2 separate regions of the Rattus norvegicus genome follow, and region 2 is linked to region 1. A link is a contact called in public Hi-C data. All regions are on one chromosome and are shown on one strand. Each heading gives the region's core, a stretch centred on a gene start, on an enhancer-like site or on the middle of the called end of the contact. The rest is flanking DNA. Distances are from core to core; before and after follow the strand shown. Region 1 has its middle 380 kb from the start of Trnaa-agc37. Region 2 has its middle 140 kb from the start of Trnaa-agc37.

Region 1 (7,242 bases), core at 1,411-3,910:
TTAAAAAATGTTACAAATCCACAAAATGTGACATTTACTGTTATTTATTCTTTTGTTGTTGAGACACATCTGCTCCTTGCAGCAACTCTTTTGTGGATTCAAAGACAAAATTGAATATCTCTACCTCCAGGTGAGTTAATACATTATGGCTAGGTAGCCACTGGGCAGAAATTGCCTATTTCATATACAGGCAAAATACTGTCCAGAAAAGGACACACTATACAAAATAGTTGGCTGATAATCTCTACCAAGTCAGAATAATCAGTCCTTCATAATTCTGTGTTCCAAAGGTCTTTCAGGTGATCCTGGGCCAGAAGGCTGAGGACTGATATTGCTATGTGTGGCTAACAGGGGATTGTGTAGGTAGTCAGTTGTCTCTACAACTTACTTGTCTCTGTTCTGGAAGCTGTGCTAGACTTTCTATATTTTTAGACAGTATTCTTCCTTCTCAGATTTCTGACAGGATTGAAGACTAATTATATACTCTCATAGCCGACACACACTATTTAATATTGAGAAAACATACTTAATTGGATAGTTTTCAGACAGTATACAAGCTAACCAAGACATCACTATAGATTTTAAGCCTTTCTTAAGATAAATAACAGAGTATTCTATTTAATTGACAAAAATGAAGGACTGGGTGTGAGGTATAGCTTATACTTTCTAAATTACAGAATGGTAATCCTTGTGCTCAGCTTACATGTGAGAGAAAAGTTCTCTTTTAAAATTAGACAGAAAGGGTGAAATGTGTATTGATGTCTATATGCAGGTGAGAGTAGACACGAGATAAGGTAAGGCCTGTGATTGGGCAGTGAAAAAGAAAGGCGGGGGCAGAGTTTTTGAAAAACAGGAGAGAGAAGGGAAGGAGAATAAAAAAGATGGAGGAGAAGGACCCACCCCCATGTGACTGTAATTAGCCACAGGGAGCTCTGGATATCTTAAGGGGTGGATGATTACAGGACTATTTGTCTTATTTAGGTGGGCGGTTTCTATCAATGTCAATTGGCTCTGAGTTTATCGTGTGGATGTTTTGTGGGGTGAGAATTTACTGATATACATCAGATTGATAAATTACAAGCCTCTAGAGTTTTGATTTTACCAGGTTGCTGGGAATGTGAACAGAGTCCGCAGCGAGAGAGCCCCGAGATAGGTGGTCTCTATATGGGACTGGCGTGGCAGCGGCCCGCCATGGGAAGTAGATGAATGTCTGCTGATGGGGCTAGCCATGGAGGCAGAGAGACCGCAGGGGACAGAGAGTAGCAGGAGGTAGTGTGGCATGGTGCCTGGTTCTCTGCATTATTCACCACAAAAATCCACAGACAAGAAAATGTCAGAATGTGTGAGGTAAAAAATCTGATGGGACTGCAAAGAAACAGAAAAATCCCAGAACTTTTCACAGCTGGGCCTCCTTGTCACAGCTGGTTCTACAGGAACAGAGACTAAAGTGCTATCCAGCAGCCCCTCCTTTCTCAGCCATCCCCTGACTGTATCTTTAAGTCTCAAAAGGACTTTGGACAAACTCCATGAGAAAGTTTAGATCATGGAGAAAGAAACTACCTCTCCCAAGTGGGAAACCATTTCTTTAAAGAACTGTAAGAGTGCATTTGAGCATCCTCGGAATTACAGCAGCTCATCCAGTATGTGCCTCTCTGAAATGCAATAATAGTGGCTTCTTTCTCCTCTGTGGGTGTATCAGGCCACAGACATTATGAATAGGAACAACACAAAGTCCATAAGTCTTGAAGAAAAGTGTTCTTACTCTCTGAGTAAGAGAAAGACTCACAGGGAAAATAGGGAAGAGAAATGAGGACATGGGTAAATAAATGTTATGAAACTTGTTGGGGGAAAAAACAAAGCTGGTTAATTTTTAATAAAGGCAAGCTGGATAAATAATGTTAGCCAAGAGGGTTAGCGGGAGGTGGGTGGATTTTTGTAAATATAAAAGGAAAAAATATGTACTCTGAAGGAATGCGAGCACTGCTTAGCAATTTAGAGAGCTTTCATCTTCAAAGAGCCTTACATGTTGACTAATTAATCCTTCCAACACCCTTGTGACGTAGACATGACAAACAAGGACAGAAGCCAGTCTAAAATGACTAATCTTCCAAACTCACTGGCTGAGGGAAGAATTGTGAAAGTGTGCCCATCACTGATGAGGAAGAACACATGTAAAAAACGACAGGAATTTAAAAGATGTCCCTTCTGTGTGCATTGGCACATTCTGGTTTCTTATAGCAGAGAAGTGTGTGCAGGCTTTCAAATAATTTACAAAGCTATGGATCCAATCGTATCGCTGTAAGGGAAGAGTCTGTCTCTGTTTGAGCTCAGTTAATGCTACACTAATGTGAACTACTCAAACAACCCGTGCTTGAACTCTGGCTGTTAACAAAGGCACAGAGTTGCTTTTTCATGATGTTTAAGCATTGACTGTCCACAGAAAGCACAGACTGTGACATTTCAGTAGGATAAAAGGAATAACACTTGTTGGGGGTTTATGCTAATTCTGCATCACATGACTTGTATATTCTTTTAGTCATTCAATCACCCAGGCAAGTATGCAAGATCCAATTAAATGAGTGGTCCTAGTCAGCAGGCACGGATTTCGGAAACTTCACACTGAGACTAGGAATGCCATCAACACACCATGAACTTCTTCAACCCCACCCCATGTTCTCTGCCCAGGCAGAGAGCATCTCCTGTTTGCCTGACATAGTGCTGGTGTGTAAAACTAAAGCTATCGAGAAGGCACCTAAAGAGAATCAGCAGGCCTGAGACAGCAGGCCTGTATCCCTTAAACTGAAGGCAGAAACAGTTTCCACACCCTTTCTGGTGGATAAAGAAAAGAAAAAACAAAGCCCATACGTGAGCTCCCAGGTTGGTGCCTCTAACAGCCTTGTGCCAACTCTAACCAAAGCAGCCTGTTTAATCCACCAAAATAATTTACTGCAGGTTAACAGAGGTTTTCTTGTAGGAAATGGATCTTAAGATACCTATTCTATACAATTCCTGAACTACAAATGTGGATAATGCTGTAGGGAAGCATCTACCAATGAATTGCTACATTGAAAGATAAAAACAGATGGCTGAGAGATTAGAGATATGGCCCAGCAGTGAACAATATTCAATGCTCTTTCAGATAAGCTGAGTTCAATTCCCAGCATCCACGAATGGGCTCACAACCACTGTCACTATAACTCTAACACATTTGATCTCTGTCGATACCTGTTTTCAGGTGCACAGTACCCACATATAGACACAAATACATATGTATAATTAAAATAAAAATAAACTATTTGAAAAAAGGATGGTTGATACATAATTATGAAACTTGCTTACTTTTTAAAAGGATTTTAAAAATTAGCAAATATTAATCTGTAAGTTTCATTCAGTTCCAACCTTTTGATTGAAACAAAACATCAGAAGGAGATTTTATTCTAGCTTCATCTGCTCCATCTGCAAACCTTCCCCACCCAGCCCTTAGTGCAAAAGTTTCTGCCATACTCTGTCTTAATTCTTGGAGATATGTGTGTAGCTGTCTGTTTAAAGACTTCAGTCCCCTTCCTAAGTGTCAGTCTGTGAATCACTGACACGTGCCCATTAGGATCCAATCATGATATTGAAATATCTTCTTCACAACTTGTAGAAGAAACTCTACAAGTAAAGAACTCATGGCCATTTTGCAAGAATAACAGTAAGGCCCGGCTGTTGGCACTCTGAGGTGACAGAAGCCCAGAGATCCCTTTCTGCTTTCATGGGAACAGCCCTTGCCAGGTCAATCAGCTCTTGCTGATGACTGCAGCAAGCTTCTGGGATTACACACTTGCTACTACAGGTGCAAGTCTTCCTCTCTTAACCTCTTGTGCTCAAAGTGAGCACATTTAGCCACACTGCATTGCTTCTAAAATGGAGCAGGACTGAGACTCAATAAAAGATTAGATACTTCCTTATAGGGTTATAGTGTTCCGGAGAAAATGGTGGTCATGAAAAGTGCTGTGGTCAGATTTCCCACCTGGCTCAGCTCTGCATTGGCCCTATCATATTAATTCTATGTAACTTTTTGTCTTTCCATTCTCTTTCTTACTTTTCCCCAATTCCCCCACAATACCATTCATTCTGCCATTCAGCTGACAACCCCTTGTTGAGCGTTGCTGCTGTTGGCATCACAGTGACTCTGTAGACATAATAGGAAGCCCCAGACCACTGACTTCCTGGCACCTGCAGGTGTCAGTAACCAGGGAGGCTGAGCCCAGAGCATCTCAACTTAAAGACATCTGCTTCCAACATCAAGGTATACAACAAGTGCACAGAGGAGGGTGTAACCAGAACCCAGTCGTTGTGCATCTGCAATGCAATCTAAAAATGAAGAAAAGCACAAATCACTGATTTGAACCACGCAATCACATATCTATTATCTTCCAGTTCATCCTGTATTTATCGTCTTTCCTGGCCTCATTTTCTTTCTGCTTGAAGAACAATTGAACCTCTTTTTGTTCTTGCCAGTGAACAACAGATTTCCCCAATGTGGGCACATGTGCAGATAGCTGTGTTCATGTCTCCCTAGGAGTCTTTTTCTCCAGAATGTGGGGCTCTAGTTTTACTTTCTTTATCCTTTAGTGATTCTCAACTACGCTGATTGCTTTTGGAAGCATTTTCTTATGGAGGTGTGAGACAGGGAGGTGCCAGCTTGATGCTGGTATGAAGACTATGTTTTCTTTGAGTGTCTTTTCATTTTTTTGTTTGTTTGTTTGTTCCTGGTCCTTAGCAGATTGTGTTGATCTGACAAATTGTGATCCTGTTTTACCATCATCTTTGTGAGCCTAAAGTTTTCTACAGATCTCTATCTTGACATAATTTTTTGAATCAATTTTGAGAAAACAATTATAACTGCATTTTTTTTCTCTGCTTCATTCCCTCCTCAATTCTGATACTACATAAAGGTAGTTGTATATGTAGCATAAATTCTACACTCATATATGTCATGGAGAGAAGGCCCAACACACATGTAATTAAATGTATAGAAAAGTGGATTGTGAACAGATGATGCACATCTTTTCATTTACATATTTATTTTGTGTGTATGTGTGTCTGTGTAGGTAGAGGTATATACATGTATGTGGAGGGCCGAGGGCAACTCTTGGTATTGTTTCTCAGAAGTTATTCACCTTGTTTTCTGAGACAGGATCTCCCTTTTGCTTAGAGCTTGCTAAGTGGTCCTGGTTGGATGGGCAGCGAGCCCCAGAAATCTGTTTCTGTTCCTTCACCAGGATCATACCTCACATTTTTTTGAATGTATGTCCTAGGTATAAACCCATACTGCTGTACATGTAAAACAAACACTTTGTGTCAACAGGCTTATCTCTCTTGTGCATCTTTTGTTTTATTATTTCTCCTGTCTGTTGATGTCAGTGATGCTGTTGACAGTAGCTTATTTCTCTGACCAGCTCATAGACTTTTCTTTTCCGGTATCAACCTACTGTAAGCACAGGAAAGTCTAAGTTTTAGCCTATTACACTTTAACTCCAGAATTTTTATTTTATTTTTTTATTTTAACAATATAATTTCTATAATTGTGCTTTATTTTGTAATGTGAGTTTTATAAAATCGTGATTCTATTATTTAAATTTATTATAGCTTCAATAATTTGGTTAAATAAGTTGTTTCTAATGTTTCTTCATCTTGGTGTTTTTGTATGATCAGGAACTTGGTATCCAATGACAGACATTGTGTGGGCTATGTATGACATCATGTTTTAGAGGATGAACCCTGGCAGGTACTAGACATAGAGTCATATAGCATAACGTTCATGTGATTGGGAACTGTAGTTCAATGTGAAGTGGAACATTTGTCAAAATGTCTATCTTCGATTGCCTCAGACTTCTAGGGGAAAGACTACTCAGATTCTTGCAGAGATCTGGAGATGATTGCTAGGATCCCTCTCCATAAATGTCCTTGGACTATAATTTCTGACTCTTCAGCATAGGGAGTTTAAATGGTGGAAACATGGTAATTTTCTAAGTGGTTTTATTGTTCTCCCTTGGAAGTGTTAAGGTTGGACTATCTATGGAGATTCAGAGAGTCCTGTGAGTAGGTAAATGTTACAGCCCAGCCTGAGCTGGTGAGGCAAGATGCAAGGTTGGCTGCAGGAATGCATATAAGAAAAGACAGATGCAGTCACCCTTTTGAAAGTGTGGCTAAGTGTGCTAGTTGGTTTTATTGAGGCAGATACATCAGAATTTCCTCAAGATACTGAGCCTATCACAATGAGATTTAGTTTGTAAGCAACAGGAAAGCTGAGGTTAATTTAGAAGAGTTTTATAAATGAAAAAACATATTTGAGAGTGAAGTTGAAGGAGTGAGAGGGGGAGGGACATGCTGCTGAGAATACGTGCAGAAGAGGAGGTCACAGAACTATCTCACTGAAAGATCACATACACATTGGACATATGCACCTAATTGGCATGTGCAGGCCAGTCTGAGGGGGAAGAATTCTATTCTATGAGGAAAGTAGTTAATGTAAATCAAAGAGTTATTTAACAATTTCACTTTTAGTTGTCCTTGTTAGACACACTAAAGATTCTAGTGTGTGATCACTAGTAGAGATCACTGGCTATTCTTTACCAGGAACAAAAGACTCAGTTTATTCTGTGTCCTTTAAAAGCCTGCCCTTTAGATGGGTGAAATGGCAGAAACAATGTGAAGGAAAGAGATGGGAGTGTAATGAGAGTGCAATTTATGACATTGTTAGAGAAGAAAATAATGAAAGTTATAAAACTAACAAAAATACCTAATCAAAAAGAGAAGTGTATTTGTAGTCTTGTACCTCATATTTTTGGGGTGCATGAAGAGTAGGGGGAAACACACAAGTGTTGAAAATTAATTTAATTCTATTAGATTCAATGTGTCTGGTTTTATGTTGAGGTCCTTGATAAAGTTGGACTTGAACTTTGTGCAAGATGATAAATATGAATCTATTTTCATTTTCTACATCCAGACTGCCATTAGTCCAGCACCATTTATTGAAGATGCTTTCCTTTTTGAATTTATTTATTTAATTTTATTGGATATTTTCTGTATTTACATTTCAAATGTTACCCCTTTCCCCCCTACCACCCACCCATTCACTTCTCCCTGCTTCTATGAAGATGCTCACACACACACACACACACACACACACACACACACACACACACACTTCTATTCACCCACTCCCAACTCAACACCCTGGCATTCCCCTACACT
Region 2 (7,242 bases), core at 2,019-4,518, 240 kb before region 1:
ATTTTCCTTGCTTCTGGAAGAGGTTTTGGAGGAATAGTACAATTTATTTATTCAGTATTTGGTAGTGTTCAACAGTAAGCCTGCTTGAACCTGATGCTTTCAGCTTTATTATGCCACTGACGTATTTAATTGATTTAGTTAGTAGATAGGAGCCTATTGAAATTGTCTATCTCCCTTTGTGTACTTATCTTTGGTAGACTTATCTTTGAAGAAATGGATCCATTTTCTTTTTCACAGATTATCAAACCTGTGAGAACAGACCTTTTCATGGTCTACCCTTTCTAAGTCCTTTCGCATCCTTGATCTGTTGTCCTAAAACTTCCATTCATGATACTATTAACCTGGACAGAGAGATACTGATTTTACTAATCTTTTTCAACAGTCAGCTTTTGTTTTTTTTGTGTGGATTATTCCTATCTATCTGTTACTTTTGACTTCCTTTATTTGTGATCCATTTTTTATTGTCTATTTTGTTTTAGTTTGAACCTAATTTTCTCTCTTTTATTTTAGTGCTCAACTTACAGTAAATATTTATTATCTATAACAAACTAATCTTTAAAATAAAAGGATCCATGGTTATCATGTTACTTGGTACAACAAGGGATAAAAATGTCAAGAATTTCCAGTATTTGCAAGGCAAGTCTAGTTTCCTGAAATTTTATTTATATGAGAAAGTACTAATTTCTTCACTTAAAAGATTGGATTTCAGAAGGAACAGAGTTCTAGGTAGGTGTCAGTTGTTGATTTCTCTCAATACTTTTCTTCACTCTAGCCTTTCTTGAGGCTTGTTTCCTTGGAATGAATTGGGTACAATTTTTAGCTGTGGTCTTCTAGAGGAAGGTATTATTGCCTCCCCTAGGTTTTTTTTTTTCTTTGCAAGATTTGCTAGTGTATGGATTTATGGAGTTTGAATTTCATAAGCCTCTGGGTAGTCTCCCCCAACCCCACATATTCTATGAATTGCTGTTTTCTGAGCTTCTTTGATATATCCTGTGTGTCTGAGATCAATTGGAAGGAATTCTAAATTCTTATTCATTATTTTTTCTTCAAATTTTTGTGTTTTTATTTTTTTCTCTTTAAAATCTATTGATCACCACAAAATCCCAGGAAGTATAACTAAAGAGAACACGAATGTTCAAGAATCCAGAGCTACGGACAAGACGAGGCACTGGAAGGGCTAGGGGTTGGGAAGTAATTCCCATGGGCATGACTTCAGTCATGGGAGACACACAGGGAGGTGAGGCAGCAGCTAGGCGGTTATGTTAACCACCAAATGATGACAGCGATGACAGTGCAAAGAAGATTGGCTTCCTTTAGAGTTTGGTTCTCATCAGCCAACTTTTTGTTAGGGAGGTCGTGATAAGGACAAAACTGGTGGCAGCCATAGCTGGCCGGGCATACATGATGAAGAGTCCATTGTCGCTGATCCTGTGACTGTGGTTGAATTTCTGCACCAGCCTCCCACCATCTACAAGCCAGATTTGAATGTCCATGGTGGATTCTGCCTCATTGATTAATATGGACAAGTTAGCTTTGGTTTCATTTTCTGCTTGCTGGTTTGGAGAGCTGGTGTTTAATACTAAGGGGTGGGTGAGGGGAGGGCGTGCTGTCCACTTTCTGGCCCTCACCGGTGAAGGCTTTGAAGGCTCCCTTGGGCTTCACGAAGTCCTCATCTCTATGATCCTCCATATCCAAAGCCACTTGCCCAGTGTAAACTAACCTCCAAAGCTCTACAGAAACTTCCGCTCTACGGATAGACTCCAGGAACTGAGCATTGGCTGGGTCTCGGCCGCTTCTAAGGTTGTCATTATCTAAACTGAATCTAGTTTTCCAGGGCTTTAGCACTACATGAACATCCTGGCCTGAATCCTTTCTCCTGCCACATAGGCAGACCTTTCCTCTGGTGCTGCTCCAAGGCGGTAGCCCCCTTCTGCAAACGGTCTCAGTTTACTGGTCTCTCCAGGGCTCTTGGTCACTCATTCCACAGCTACGGTCCCATGCTCTTTGGTACCCTTAAACAGATCATCCACCAGCTTGTTGGGACTTTTCTTCCTAGGGAGGTCAACAATTTGCTGTCTACTTCTTTCTGAGCCCTCAGCATAAAACCTCTGTCCCTCCTCCTCCTCCCCCCCCTCTTCCTCCTACCCCCCTCCTCCTCCTCCTCCACCTCCCCCTCCTCCTCTTCCTCCTCTTCCTCTTCACCTTGGTCATGATCGAGGTCTCTGAAGGATGTTACTCTATTATCACTAGGAGCTGTGCCTCTAGACATTAAACTTGGGTTTGCCTGTGAAATGGTCACAATGTCTTCAGCCCCTGCATCCTCATAAAAGCTTGCAAGTACAATCTGCAGGTCCCAGCCAGCTGACTCCAGGAAGAAGACAGGCCTGTCCTCCTCAGTGCCCATCAACTCCACGAACTCCCTCAACACGACCTGCCGCTCTGCAGCCATGTTCACCCCCCTCTGGAGGACACTCTTGTTCATTATTGTTCTGACGACTTATTCTCTCTCTCCTTCTGTAACTTCTTTTTGTGCACTGCTTAAAACAATTGCATGTTTTTTGTGTATTATTTCTGTCGTTTTCAGAATTCCTTTGCTTTTAAATTTTAGAAATGTCCACTTGAAATTTGGAGGAATGGTATAGTTTATTTATTCAGTATTTGGTAGCATTCAGCAGTAAGCCCGATTTCCAAAATCCCAAAATAGCCTCAATTCATAGATTGTCCTCAGCCAAGACTAGTGCACTCATAAACAAGTGCCTTGGGCACTTAATTTTTGCTGTGATAATAGCATAGGATGTTCCAGAGAGGAATTGTTTAGAGATTTAAGCAGGAAGATTTACAAATTAAGTTATATTATTATGTCTAGTACTTGCCCTATGTTAACCTTGTGTAGCTGGAGTGGGGAGAGTCAGAGATAAATAAATTTGGTCATGAGTTAATAGATGGATATTGGTGACCCAATGTATGGAAATGTATTAAATTCACTGATTTTAAAAAAAATTTTGGAAATTTTCGTGATAAAAATTGAGAAGAGGCCCAGTGGGAGGGGGGACTCAGATTTTGAGGTGATTTGTAAGCTTTGTCAAGTGGCTCAAGTGTCTTCCTGTTTAGTGTCCTGCTCAGGAGCTGTGCCTTCTGCAAGGGCCTGCCTGAGTTAGCTCATTCCAATTGTCTGAAATTAGCTGTCTGTGGCTGCCACATAGCCCAGGGCCAGTCCCTGGTGTGTTGTTAATCAACTGCTAAACTGCCACAAAGTCCAGAGGTCACTGATCCCTCCTCACTCCTCGCAGTGCTATTGATTCCTGGAGTTGCTCCATGCTCGCTTGACCTCTCTAAATGCCCTGTGGCCTGTGCTTCCTGCCTCTCAAGATGTGTTGGCCTGCACCTCTTCTACCTTTGCTGCAGGGACTAGAATGTGGCGCCTGATAAGACACCAGAGCCACAGCAAGGTTCAAGGTTGGCACTTTTTACACAGGGCTTCCTTGCCCCTCTCTATGTAGTGCTTAGACTGATGCCTGGAATTCTTCAGAGCAATTGTTTTGGGGCTGTCGCTCTGAAGCCTCAGAGATGACCTTTCTACAGGCTGCATTATTTATGTCAGTCCTAAAGCTTCTCAAGGGAAGTGTGTTCTGGCCCCTGACAAAGATGACTGCCTCCTAACTGTCCTCAAAACATTTCCCTCCACTTCTCTCCAGTGAAATAATTTGATGAAGTTTGCTTTTTATTTCAGTTTCTTGAGAAGGTTTCATGTTTGAGGGACCAGAAAGAAGCACCTCTTTGGGGATTTACTGTATCTATTTTAAATAGGTTGAAAAATATGCCCTACAGATAGCGAGTATAATTTTCAAAGAAAAGTTCGTGAAGACTTGGGGGCAATGAATTACAGTCTTTACCAAGATATAAAGTTAGACAGATTGCATCAAGGAACTGGCACTTGTGGGGAGAGTTGTTGAGAGTCTGGCTATGGCAAGGCTGATGTGGGTCCACACAGTCTGTGGATTTTACAGTTAATTTGCATTTAATTAATGGATACTAAGCTGCACATAGAAGGTAGAGTGTGATGTTCTGGTCCATGTGAACTTTAGACAGGTTAAATGGAGCTAGCAAATGGTCTCTCATCTCACATACTTATTGTTTTATTTTTGGTAAGGGCATGTGACATCACTCTAAAGTAGATTCCTATTAGACACAACATACCCTGTACAGCTATATCCATGAGTAATACAGTTGGTCTCAACTGTACGACTGGGGCTTCATATCCATGGTCAATGCCTCCTCACTGGCACTTCTGAGCCTTCTGCTACACCTTGTCACAGGAGCCTTGTTAGTAACTATGTGGAAAGGCTTGTCTCCTAAGGTATACTATCAGAGGCAGTTGAGCCTCGAAGAATTGGAGGGCATTCTAAGAAGCTTAGGGACTGAGGATGTCCTGCAAAATGGATTGCGGAATTTCAGCTCTTGCCCTCTTTGTTCCTGCCTCACAAGTAGCTTTGCTCTACCACAAACTCTTTTCTTCAAATATGCATGTGCCCTCATTGCCAAAGAATTGGGGCAGAGACATGTGGGTTGCTGAGTTCTAGGCCAGCCTGATCTACATAGCCAGTTCAGACACATTCCGATATTATTCTCTCTGTCTCTGTCTCTGTCTCTGTCTTTCTCTCTCTCTCTCTCTCTCTCTCTCTCTCTCTCTCTCTCTCTCACACACACACACACACACACACACACACACACACACACAGAGACAGAGAGAGAGAGACAGGGAGAGAGAGAGACAGACAGAGAGAGAGAGAGAGAGAGAGAGAGAGAGAGAGAGAGGTAAACTTATTCTCAAACATATAAAACTTATTCTCAAACATATAAGTTCCCCAGAAATTCTTGGTTAAATCATTCTTTTTTGTGAAATCATAAGATTTTTGAGTTCTTTGTCATCTGGGTGCTAGAGCTGAGTCTGATTTGATTAACCAAGTGGCCCAGGCTATATATTGTAGGCCAGGCTATGCACTGTAGCTCTCAGCAGGAACCCAGCTCAGGTCAGACTCAGGCCCCCCACAAAGTGGCAATAACAGTAATGATGGCAATTAGAAGACAAACATAACTGGCTTCACATACACGGAAAGGTACACAAACAACCATCTCCTCTTCTCCCTGTCCCCCCATAAGCATAGCAACTTCTGGGAAAATTAAAATTTGTTTCTATCTTGTTCACTATATACGGACATCTGTAACACATATGCATGAATTTACATTCTTTACCCATAAAATACACAACACACACATACACAAATAACAAACTCTGGCACATATGAACATACATACACACATGCACAAAAACACAGATACACATATATATACCTGAACAAACACAGATATCTATCTCCCTGCAAAAACATATAGCAGCATATACTTATCATATACATAAATACACAAATATATGTGAATAGATGTGTGGAGAAACAAATGTATGTAAATTTATACACACAAAGAAACATACATAGACACATGTAGACAGAAATGAACATGCACAGACACACATGTACACACACACACACACACACATATAACCCCCTATGCCTGCTAGCTATCACATAACAGTAACAAGGAGGTTTCATCTTCCCTGGAAGCAGGAAGTCAAGTGTCCATCACTGCCCTCTCAAGGGAGGAATATCCCTGTGGGACAGAGACCAGGCATTAGAGATAGTTCCTGAAGATGTGGACCAGCAACTGCTGTATGAGACAGATCTCTCAGAAGTCCACAGAAATACCCAGTCCTTTTCCATAGATAATGCATGGCTAATTTATGTTCCTTCAATGTTTTCAACAACAACAAAAGAGGTCTGTTAGGTATATTATAGCACTGACTTTCTCCTTCAGTGGAACTGAAGTAAGTTGTGTGCACTGTGCCCATCCTGCTGCCTGAAAAGGCAGTTCTCTTCTGCAGGGAACGCCAGAAGTGGGTCACCTTGCCACTGAACAATTGGAAGGAAGTTTCTTTTTGCTGCCACCTGCCTCCTCTCTCTGCCCATCCTGATTTCCTCTTCGGTTCCTCAGGCTCTATCCTGTGTCCGATTCCCCAGGGCCTCATTGCTGTCAGTTAATAATACCTTTCAATGCAGTTATTCTCAGACTTTTTGCATTTTAATAGGACCCCCAGGGATTAAAATGCCCCAGAACCAAAAGAATGAATCTCTAATGGTGAAATTCTAGGTACCAGTGACAGGTATTGTGGGAGATTTTATGAGGAGGGTTCTCTCAGAAGAAAAACACCAGGACAGCCTTCAGCTCTGTTGCCTCAGTATGAGAGGCTCATCCTCAACTCAGGAATGTGAATTAATCAGCATTGAAATACGAAAAAACTTAAGCTCTGCCGATTCCAATTTCATGTCTTTATCAGCTTTTCACTCGGTCGCTCTGTGGAAATATTGGTGGTGTTTTCTAGCTGGGAAAATTTTGTCCTATCTTCTGAATGCCTGCTGTGACAGAGACTGTGTGGGGTTGGAAATACTTGATATTTGGAGGTCAGGTCTTAATCTGTTCGGAGGGGATACAGGAGAATGGCTGGATGGGGTTGATACACTGAGCTGTTATTTCCAGACACATTTTGTGCATGGACAAAAAAAATGGAGCAAGAAGGCAGCCTATTCTTCTCACCATTGTTCACCTTGAAGGGTGTCAGATTCCTGCTCCATATCTGGAACTCTCTGTAGCACTTTTTTTTTCTCCCCTGGCTAAGTAAACAGCAGAGCTTCATCCATTATTCAGCTATCAGAAGCTTGTCAGGATTTTCTGGCCATGGAACTTGGGAGTTCTTACATTTCCTTAAAACTGTGGAAAAAATGTATTTGCCAAAAGCCTGGAAAGGGAAATAAAGAAAGATATCAACTCCTACAATATGATTAATCCTGTGTGCCTCTCACCCCAGAGGGCTAACTCAAGTCTTTCTTTAGTAGTGGGAATTTAGGTTCATTTCTAGTTTTCTTGTCATTATTCACACTTAAGTACCTGTGGCAAGTATTGTGGAGGAGAAAGACATTTGTAAACAGGTTTGAGGCCCACAGGGAGGAAGGGCTTTGAACTGTGCCTATGAGAAAAGTCCCAGAGCTGCCATGCATGGCTCTCCTGTAAAGCCTGCACACGCTGTCTTCTCCATACACTACTGACTGGTACACGTTCAGTTTTGTATAGCTCTTGGAAGACTGTGTAATACTGCCCATGTTACATACTACAGTTGAACGTCATCTATGG

Evidence for each region. Hi-C and Micro-C count contacts between places; a contact is called where the count stands out from the background.
Region 2: a contact with region 1 is called in a Hi-C map of liver, with 2.5 times the contacts expected there. The contact joins two enhancer-like sites. A contact is called at or near these places in 3 of 12 Hi-C or Micro-C datasets (kidney and liver).

Annotation. Positions count from the first base shown.
Region 1 is chr17:61,511,304-61,518,545 of GRCr8, reverse strand. No RefSeq gene overlaps it. Among named protein-coding and RNA genes, the nearest start is that of Trnaa-agc37, 380 kb to the left of the region's middle. Within about 2 kb of position 2,660, at least 1 of the 93 cell types and tissues checked has an H3K27ac peak or open chromatin away from gene starts, as enhancers often do. A contact at or near this core is called in liver, where this site is marked.
Region 2 is chr17:61,747,402-61,754,643 of GRCr8, reverse strand. It overlaps the pseudogene Nsfl1c-ps1. Among named protein-coding and RNA genes, the nearest start is that of Trnaa-agc37, 140 kb to the left of the region's middle. Within about 2 kb of position 3,268, at least 3 of the 93 cell types and tissues checked have an H3K27ac peak or open chromatin away from gene starts, as enhancers often do. A contact at or near this core is called in liver, where this site is marked.